Regions from separate parts of the Mus musculus genome. Here regions 1 and 2 are each linked to region 3. A link is a contact called in public HiCAR-type and HiChIP or PLAC-seq data. All regions are on one chromosome and are shown on one strand. Each heading gives the region's core, a stretch centred on a gene start, on an enhancer-like site or on the middle of the called end of the contact. The rest is flanking DNA. Distances are from core to core; before and after follow the strand shown. Region 1 overlaps Dcst2 (DC-STAMP domain containing 2). Region 2 holds the start of Efna4 (ephrin A4). Region 3 has its middle 28 kb from the start of Ube2q1.

What was found. HiCAR-type assays count read pairs that join an accessible place to other places. HiChIP or PLAC-seq counts read pairs in DNA pulled down with a chosen protein or histone mark.
Region 1: a contact with region 3 is called in a HiCAR-type map of embryonic stem cells, with 2.4 times the contacts expected there. The contact joins two enhancer-like sites. A contact is called at or near these places in 1 of 39 promoter capture datasets (embryonic stem cells) and 2 of 115 datasets of contacts at active chromatin or transcription factors (embryonic midbrain and embryonic stem cells).
Region 2: a contact with region 3 is called in an H3K4me3 HiChIP or PLAC-seq map of embryonic stem cells, with 4 times the contacts expected there. The contact joins the promoter of Efna4 here to the enhancer-like site in region 3. A contact is called at or near these places in 2 of 39 promoter capture datasets (embryonic stem cells and pre-B cells) and 9 of 115 datasets of contacts at active chromatin or transcription factors (craniofacial prominence, embryonic basal ganglia, embryonic forebrain and 4 more).

What each region holds. Positions count from the first base shown.
Region 1 is chr3:89,376,939-89,379,898 of GRCm38.p6, forward strand. It overlaps Dcst2 (DC-STAMP domain containing 2), which reads left to right. Exons shown (of 15, transcript NM_001370853.1): 15 at 492-705. The coding sequence ends at 513. It overlaps Zbtb7b (zinc finger and BTB domain containing 7B), which reads right to left. Exons shown (of 3, transcript NM_009565.5): 3 at 706-2,960. The coding sequence ends at 2,588. Among named protein-coding and RNA genes, the nearest start is that of Dcst2, 13 kb to the left of the region's middle. Within about 2 kb of position 1,638, at least 281 of the 459 cell types and tissues checked have an H3K27ac peak or open chromatin away from gene starts, as enhancers often do. A contact at or near this core is called in embryonic stem cells, where this site is marked.
Region 2 is chr3:89,336,451-89,339,504 of GRCm38.p6, forward strand. It overlaps Efna4 (ephrin A4), which reads right to left and starts at 1,578. Exons shown (of 4, transcript NM_007910.2): 1 at 1,388-1,578. The coding sequence starts at 1,500.
Region 3 is chr3:89,800,337-89,803,067 of GRCm38.p6, forward strand. No RefSeq gene overlaps it. Among named protein-coding and RNA genes, the nearest start is that of Ube2q1, 28 kb to the left of the region's middle. Within about 2 kb of position 1,360, at least 68 of the 459 cell types and tissues checked have an H3K27ac peak or open chromatin away from gene starts, as enhancers often do. A contact at or near this core is called in embryonic stem cells, where this site is marked.

The sequences.
Region 1 (2,960 bases), core at 388-2,887, 420 kb before region 3:
CTGTCCTCTCTCAGCTTTTGGAAGGCTGATCCCATTGTTTTCCTCTTGTAAATATGGTAGCCACGAGTTTGAGAGTTGAAGTCTTTTTCTGGGTCGGTAGGAGAGAAGAACGGATGAGTAATTTCGGGAACAGAGACAATCGCCTTTGAGCAGTCGGGGCAATTTGCTGATACCCTGGCTGGGTTGGAGAGAGGTATTCCAGTTGCCAGGTCCTCAGAGCACTAGGTGGTAGTGCACGCCTTTAATCCCAGCACTTGGGAGGCAGAGGCAGGCGGATCTGTGAGTTTGAGACCAGTCTGGTCTACAGGGACAGGGCTACACAGAGAAACCCCGTCTCAACAAAACAGAGACAGAGTTATAAAAACAAAGAAGAGAGGAAAGGAAGAACTGGGATGGATGCCAGAAGGGCGGCAGTTAGGGCCCGAGCTGGGACGGTGGCAGAGGTTACCCACCAGTGACTTTGAGTTTACTGGTCCTTCCTCTCCTCCCAGGAACCAGGACAGAAAGCAGTGACTTCAGAGGAAGCGTCCACAGCATCTCCCAGAAGCTCATCTGGCTTTGTGGGCCTCCCCTTTCTCCCAGAACCCCAGGCACCACTTCGGAAATCCCTGTCCCCAAACAAGACCCCTCCCCAGCCTCAGACCCTCCCGACCCCTCCCACTGCCGCCCCCCTCCCCCAATAAAGGAACCAAAAGTGGACACAAATATGAATCTTAAATTATTATTATTTCTTCCTGTCACTTACACCCGAGGCAGGGGCAGGGGTAGATGAAGGGAATGGGGGAGGGGAATGCGTTCCCCCACTAAGGCACTGAGTGGGGAAGCCACAAGGAGAGAGAGTGGAGGCCACTGTCTCCACTCTCTGGGACTAAGCCCCAGGTTTCTCCAGCCCTGGGCTCCCCTATCACCTGAAATGCTAAGATGAGGCCCAGGGTACCTGACCTCCCTCCTAATATATTACATCATCACTTTTTAAATAGATACAGGGACTGGTCCCGCCACCCCTCCCTGTGTGGCCCTTCCCCACTGTTGGGGGTACCTGGGCAGCTGTGCAAATGGGCATGGAGGTGCATGGGGAGAGGAGAGCACCGGGCCCCTGAACCTGCCCCTTTCCAGGAGGGGGAAGGGCCACTAGGCCAAAGGGGTAAATAGTGCAAGGCAGAGCCCAGGCCGCAATGGGGGTCCAGCACCCAGCGAGGAAGGGGTGGGGTGAAGACTCTTCCCCACCCCAGGAAAACTGATAGTTAAAAATGTGAAATTGGATTTCAACAAGACCATCAGAAGAGGCTATGTACAGAACGGGGGTGGACTCAGTCCTAAGAGTGCCAGGCAAGGTCTGAGGAAAGGTTCCCTTACCTCTGGGTCTGCTCCGCAGCTCACTTTTCCCAGGGGCAAGTGAGTTGCCTTGCCTAGCCACCATGTTGGCAAGGGGGCACCCGTTCACAGGCCTAGATGGCTGGGTGTGACCCTAGCTCATGAAAAGTGGTCGCTGGGGGGTGGGGTTGGGGGGTAGCGCTCGCCCTTACAGGGCATGGCCACCAGATGGCGCTAGCTTGTCCGCTCCCTACAAGGCTACCTCAACCCCTCACCCCATCCCACACCCAGCGCCCGCCAGCCCGGGGGCGGCGTGAGTCAGGGGCAGCAAGCAGCAGAGGCGGCTCCCGCTTGCACCTGGGCGGGGAGGTAGGGAGGAGAAGAGGGTAAGACGCCCGGCCCGCCCTGCCCTCTGGCCCCAGGGAGGGAGCGCCAGGAACAAGACATTCCCTGCCCCGGGACGCGGGAGGGAAGAGGTGGAGAGCTCCCTTAGCTGGGCGGAGACCTTCTGCTACCCCCAGGGGCGGGCGAGCCAATCAGGCCACCCTGCCCTCCTCTTCTCCAGGACCCCATGACTCAGCGTTGGAACTGGGTGGAGGGGGACTGGGATGGCTCCGTCCTTACAGGCCCAGTCCCCACCGCCGCCACCCCAGTCTTTCAAGCCTCTACCTTGTTTCCCCCCTCTTACCCTTCCTTTGCCACCCCCCTTTGCATAATTTACGGCCAGGAAAAAGGAACAGAAACCAGGAAGGAGGGGTCTCGGAAGGGAGGGGCAGTCCACCCCTTCACAGCCAAAACCCAGGGGGCATGGGAGTAGAGCAAGGATTTGGTCCTAAGCCCCAGCCTCCTAGAAACCCGCATAGCCGAAGTGGGACCCCACAAATCAGAGATAGATTATTGCTTCAATTCCCCAGTAGTGGCTGGGGACAGGGACCCACCTTTATTGTGTGTGTATATATATGTGTGTGTGTGCAGAGAGTGTGTGTAACACACACACGCGCGTGCACACACACACACATATATATATACACACACAGACAGACAAACAGACATATATTTCATGTTTAACTCCTTGGGTGATCACCCCAATCTAGAGAGCTTGTGCCCCAAAACCTCAGCTTGTAATTGGAATGAAGGCTCTGGGGGGAAGAGGCGTTCGATTCTGATACCAACAAGGTTCAGCACCCCCGACCCCGATACCACTTGTTTTATGTGCTCCCCGTTGCTTGGCGTGGTGTCCCAGGCTGTTCCAGCCTGCCCATTCATCCCTCTTTTAAGAGGACTCCATGGCACCTTCGGCCTGTGGTGTGGTGGGTGTCCCTTCCTCTTCCTCCTCCTCAGGGGGCCCTTGTGTAGTGACTGGGGGTCCCGTGGTGGCCGACTGCTCCCAGAATCGAGCCAGAGAGAGGTGGAAGGTGTCCAGGTGGCCATTGGAAAGGTCGAGGCCAGCAGGGGATGAGGTGGTGGTCGAGGGCGGTGGGTAGTGAGGGGCTGCCACGTCATCCTTGCGGCGCCTTCGGGTGCGCACCTCCAGGCAGTTCTGACCCTTGAGATGGCGCTGCAGGTGGTCCTCCTTGGCGAAGGCCTTGTGGCACAGGTGGCACTCATAGGGCCGGTCCCCGGTGTGCAGGTGCATGTGGTTCTTG
Region 2 (3,054 bases), core at 328-2,827, 460 kb before region 3:
AGTCCCCTCCACACAATCAAGATTCTCTTCCTCTCCTCTCAGAAGCAGCCCGAAGGGGCCAGGACAGGCGAGAAGGGCCGGACAGGCCACCCCCCAAGCACCACATACCGAATGAGTCCAACACAGGCACGCACACAACAAAGCATGATTTAGAAAAGGCCTCTAAACATCCTTCAGTGGGTGGCCAAGAACCACCTGCTGTGTCGACTCTTGATTAGAAGGATTCCTGGGCTAGGCTCTGACCACTAGCCAGAGAAGGAACCAGGAACAGAGGGGAGATAGGATCTTTGTATGCTTCATCACACTGGGTGTGGAGAAACACCCCCTGCCAAGCCAGAGCTCAGGAAATACTTGTGAATTTGGTGAATGAACTAGAAACACAAGAGCTGGGGGCTGAGGGACTGGTCTGGAACTGAGATAGAAGAAGTCAGAGTCCAGGACAATAGCGCTTATCACCCGGTATTGGTATTGGAATGACTATCTTTAGGCCTGCCCTCCCTGGGGGGCTGTGGCCTCCCACGGGGCAGGGTTTCATTGGTAAAGCCCAGCAGCTCAGCACTGGTCTTGACACACACACAGAGTATGTGCTTATCAAATGTTAGTGAATAAATGAACAGAGCCACAGATTGTCTGAAGTAGAAAATCAGAAAGGAAAACAGATGGGGAAGGCAGAGAGGCAGGGAGGAATGGGAAGCAGGATGCAAACAGCAAAAAATACCGAGGTTCAAAGGCAGCCAGCTCAGCAGAGGGGAAGAAATAAGCATTGAAATCTGTACAGCGGCACTCCTTTCCACAAGCCTGACCTCAGTCAGTCCACTTGCTTCCCAGGGTACTGGGTATTATTAGCCCATTTTGTAGATGACATAACTGAGGTGAGCAAGGTCAAATGACTGGCCCACAGGTGAATCAGATGGAAGAACAGGGCCAGGATTGGACAGAAATAAGATCAAGATGGAAGCAGAGATATCCAGGGGCCCGAGAGGCTCTCAGAACCAGAGAGGAACTCAACGTTCTTTCACTTGGGTAAAAATCCCTCCCTGGTTCTCAGCGGTCCACCCCAGCTCCTGCCCCGCCGGAGGTTTGGGCTCCCTAGAAAAGGGGGGCGGGACCCGGAATACGGGGCCCAGGCCCCCTCAGCTCCCTGCTCTCAGACTCCAACCGACCACCCTCAGGACTAGGGTGGTCCGCTCGCCCCCACACACACGTTCGGGCGGGGGGGGACCCCCGGGCACGCCTCGCCCCTCCCCCGCCGGCTCAAACAAAGGAGCCCCATCGCGCGGCTGGGCAGGGCTCAGACAGCGCCTTGCAAAAAGGCGAGCAGCGGGCGCGCGCACAGCCTGGGAGCGCGCGGGCCCAGCTCGGCTCTCGCCTCGCTCGGCCGTGCTACCTGGGGTTAGAGGAGTTCCAGTAGATTGGGTGGCGGAGGCTGGAGCACCCCGGCAGGCGCGAGCCGAGCAGCGCGGCCCAGAGCACAGTCCGCAGCAGGGGCAGCAGCCGCATCGCCCCTGGGGTCCAGTCTGGTCTGGCCCGGCTGGTCCCGGCCCACTTCTCTGTCCCGGCGAGAAAGGTACAAAAGTGGAGGGGGGTGGGGGGTACGGAACGGAGGAGGGGTGTGGAGGCTCCTAGACCACAGCCCTGGGTAACTTTCCACCAATGAAAACTTGTCTCCGCCTCTCTACTCAGCGCCAACTCTTGTTAACCCTTTGTGCTTCCTGTGCCCCGAGCGCTCCAGGTTAGCCAAAGCGTCCCTTTGTTATCTCACTGTGCTGGAAGAGGGTGGCATGGTGGATATTCCACTAAGGACTTAATGCTTGAGGGTTTTGGTTTTCTATGTGTGTGTACGTGTCGGCGCTTCTATTCCTTCTCCACCTTATTTTTTGAGACAGGGTCTCTCACTGAACCCTGATTGGCTTGGCTTGCAGTCCTGTAAGCTTGGGGTCGGGGTAGGAGGGGGTGCTCCTGTTTCCTAGCCCCACCTCACCCCTCCCACCCACGGAGGGGTTACAGAAATAAACCACTAAACTTAGGGCTTTTTACACGGGTGCTGGTTATCCAAACTCAGGTAAGCACTTTACCAAGGCTGTCTTCTTTCAAATCCTATGTTGTACTTTATTTTGTTTAAAACAGGGTCTTAACACTAAAGTCTGGCTGGCTTGGAACTTCTATTATAAGCCAGGCTGGCCTCAGACTGGCAATGATCCTCCTGCTCTATCCTCTCCAGTGCTGGGATTACAGCCACGGGGTTCATGCAGCACCACCTAAGAGGGCCGGTTCGGTTTATGTTTAGATCTTGTCCTTTGTGTCTTCATTGGTTCAAGGTAGAAAGCCTCATTGAAGTCTGGGAGGTCAGAGCTGGATGGCACATGAAGTACACCCATAGAAGAATCCAGCATTCTAGTCAGCACACAGCAAGTTCCTATTTGGGGGTAGGAAAGTGTGTACATAGGTGCCGTGCGCGCGCGCGCGCGCGCACACACACACACACACACACACACACACACACACACATGATGGCCAGCACCTGATACCCCAGATACTTTTGGAGGCTGAAGCAGAATTACCTTCCATGCATTGTTCTTTTGCTTTGCACACGCAGATGGTACAAGGGGAAGGACTGAAGTGGCTCTGGGGACACCCCTGACATTCCTCTAGAGCATCGTGCTGGGTGACCATTGTGGGACACAGCCTGCCCCTTATCCGCACACACCTCTCTCCCAGGAGTCCTCAGTCCTGAGGTCTAAATGATGAGGTGGTAGCAATCAGTACAAAGCACAAAGCACCTTTGTTCTGGAACCTTCAGGTGGGGGCAGGGAAGTGGAGGAGGCAGGTGTGAAGCCTTGGAATCCAAGCAGCCGCTGCCCTGCTCCACCCAGGCTCAGGGCTCTGAGAACACCAGTTAGATCCATTTTCCCAGCCACTGGTCAGAGGGTGGGGATGCAGGTCTGACGACTTAGGTCATTTGTCTCTAGCTGTGGTGGGGGCTGAGCAGCATTGCTGGGGAGAACTTGGGAGTCCAGAGGCCATCGGACCCAGACTGGGCAGAAGCAAGCCAGA
Region 3 (2,731 bases), core at 110-2,609:
GAGTTAGGGACTCCCACTGAGACAGGAATCTTCACTACAGCCAGGTATAGCAGGCTACACTGCATGTTAGAAGCAAGTTGGTGAATTCTTCTGACAAATGGAGATTCTCCACAGATACTTAAAACAACAGCCAAGTTAAACTGATACAAGAATTTACCAAGGCCTAGGAAATAGGGGGTTTGTAGTGTTACATTATTCATGAGAAGGTCTGCTAGAGCAGAATCCCCTGGTGCAAGCTTTCACAAGGCTCAAAGGAGTAGCACAAATTGTGACTAGGGTGTGAAATCCTTACCTGTCATTAGCTGACCCTAGACAGGGCTGTTTTATCTTTACTGTAAACATTACCTGGTTCCTGGAAGTCCTTTTGAAGTCATTCCTTTGTTTTGTGTCAGGTAACTTCAATGTGCTTTGCCTGCTGTGACATCCTACCCCTTTGTTTTCTGTATTATATAAGACTGGTGTTCACTTTGTGACAATACATTCAGATTCTACACAACCTCTTGTGTTGATTTTTGTCTGTCATTTGTTGACTCCTTGTCCACATGTAACCAGAGACCGGTTCTACGCAGACAGGGACCAAAAAGGGTCTGCGGCACTTGTGTGAGTGTTGTGGGGGTGGGGTGGGGTGTGTGTGTGTGTGGGGGGTGTAAAACCCAGGGACTTCCCAGAACATTCCAAAGCAAAACTCAATCCCTGAGAGGCACCCTCAGCCTTTCCCCTTTTTTTGTGATAAGGTCTTACTAAGTGGTCCAGGCTGGCCTTGAACTCCTTCTGCAGCTAAAGCTGTCCTTGAACTTGTGCTTCTCTTGCCATAGCCTCTTACGTAGCTAGCATTATAGTCCTGTACCCAAGCACAGCTTATAACATAATTTTTTAATTTTTTCAAACAAAACCATTTTCAATAGCATCATTACTTCTCTCTTTGAATTTATATCTTATTTGTTAATCTACTTTTCAATCCACTCATTAATTTTCAAGCTTCCCTTGTTAAAACTGGGCCTCTCCCCTCATTATGTCTGCTTTCATTATGTGTCAAAAACTTCTCATAAGCTAGAGCCTTTTGTTGTTCTGTTTTAAGTATTTTAACGTTTTTGTTTCATTTCCTTTTTAGCCCATGGGTTGTTGATCTAGGAATATTAGATTCCCAAATGGGTGGGATTCTGTACACCTCTCCTGATGACTTATTCCTAATTTAAAAGCATTAGGAACTCACATCTGACCAAGAGAAATCACGGGGAGATCCGGGGCAGTTTCTGGACCCACATGACTGAATTTAACTCCTCCCACACACAACGCTGAAGTTTGTTGTACAGACTGCAGAGGGCAATTTCCACAGGAAAAGGGCTCTTGAGCTCCACCCTCACAGTGACTTTTAGCCTGGGGACTTTCCCATCCATAGTACAGGCTGGCAGAGCCTATAATGACTACAGAGACCCTTGCAGGACAACAAAAGCAGGTCCAGTAACAGGAATTTGTGGGAGAGTGCTCCAGAGAGAAGGAGCCATAGAGAGGTCCCAAACATCTTGAAATGACCTCTGCTTGGGCCAAATTCTAAGAAATTCAAGTACAGGGCATATTCTAGGAGACCTTTATGAGAACAGATCCAGAGAGAGACAAAGGGCCTGAGCCAGTCAGTATGCAGCACTAAGGACACTGTGTGGCTGGCTATAGGAAGCAAAGCACCCTGAACTACTCCATCTGAGACTCCAGAGAGCCCAAGCTACGAGCTCAGACTGACCATAGGCATCCTGACAGCAAGTGCTCCACCCAAATGGATGGGAGTGGGCATGGGAAGTGTGAGACAGGGTCTCACTATGTAGCTCTGGCTGGTCTGGAACTCAACTATGGTGGACCAGACTGGCCTCAAACCTCAGAGAAAGCCCCAGCCCCTGACCCCGCCCCTGCAGCCCTGAGATCCAAGGCGTGTGCCACTATTCCTGACTTTGCTTTCCAGTACTGGGGGCTAAACCCAGGGCATAGAATTCTTCTCTTACTTATTATGTTGAAAGCGGGCTTCCATGAGATGCCCAAACTGGTCTTGAACTCATTCTGTAATCCAGGTATTCTTTTAAAGAAAACCTTGTTTGTTTGGCGTGTGTGTGTGTGTGTGTGTGTGTGTGTGTGTGTGTGTGTGTGTGTATGTGTCCGTCCGTCCGTCCATGCATGGCCCACCACTTACTTGCATGTGGGAGGCAGAGAACAACTTCTAGGAGTCAGTCAAGGGGAGATCCAGGGCAGTTTCTGGACCCACGTGACAGAATTTGACTCAGGAGTAGCTGTGCCTCAGGAACTAGAAGTAAATATTTTTTAACCATAAATAGCCTATTTGTAACTTTGTGTTTCTTTAATACACACCACCCTCAAAACTCAAAGAACTTTTATTACTTGGAAATAAAAATGAGGCTAGGCATGTGTCTGAAATTCCAGCAGTGGGGAGACTGAGTTCAAGGTCAGTTTGGACTACATAGTGAGACCCTGTCCTGAAGAGAGGTCACACTCAGAGGTAGCTAAGTCTGAGAGAGCTCTATAGCCTATCTCAGGTAAGAAAACAGCACAAGGACAGACGCCCCTGGCCACAGGACATTGGCACTAGGACCCGATGGAGCCGACCCCCTTGGCTGCTAAGCCAGAGGGTTAAAGGTGGCGTGGCGCGTTCCGAGATGCCACTTTGCCAAGTGTTTCACCTACACCATCCACATACCAACCAGAGTGGACAGAGGGGGAGCAGCTT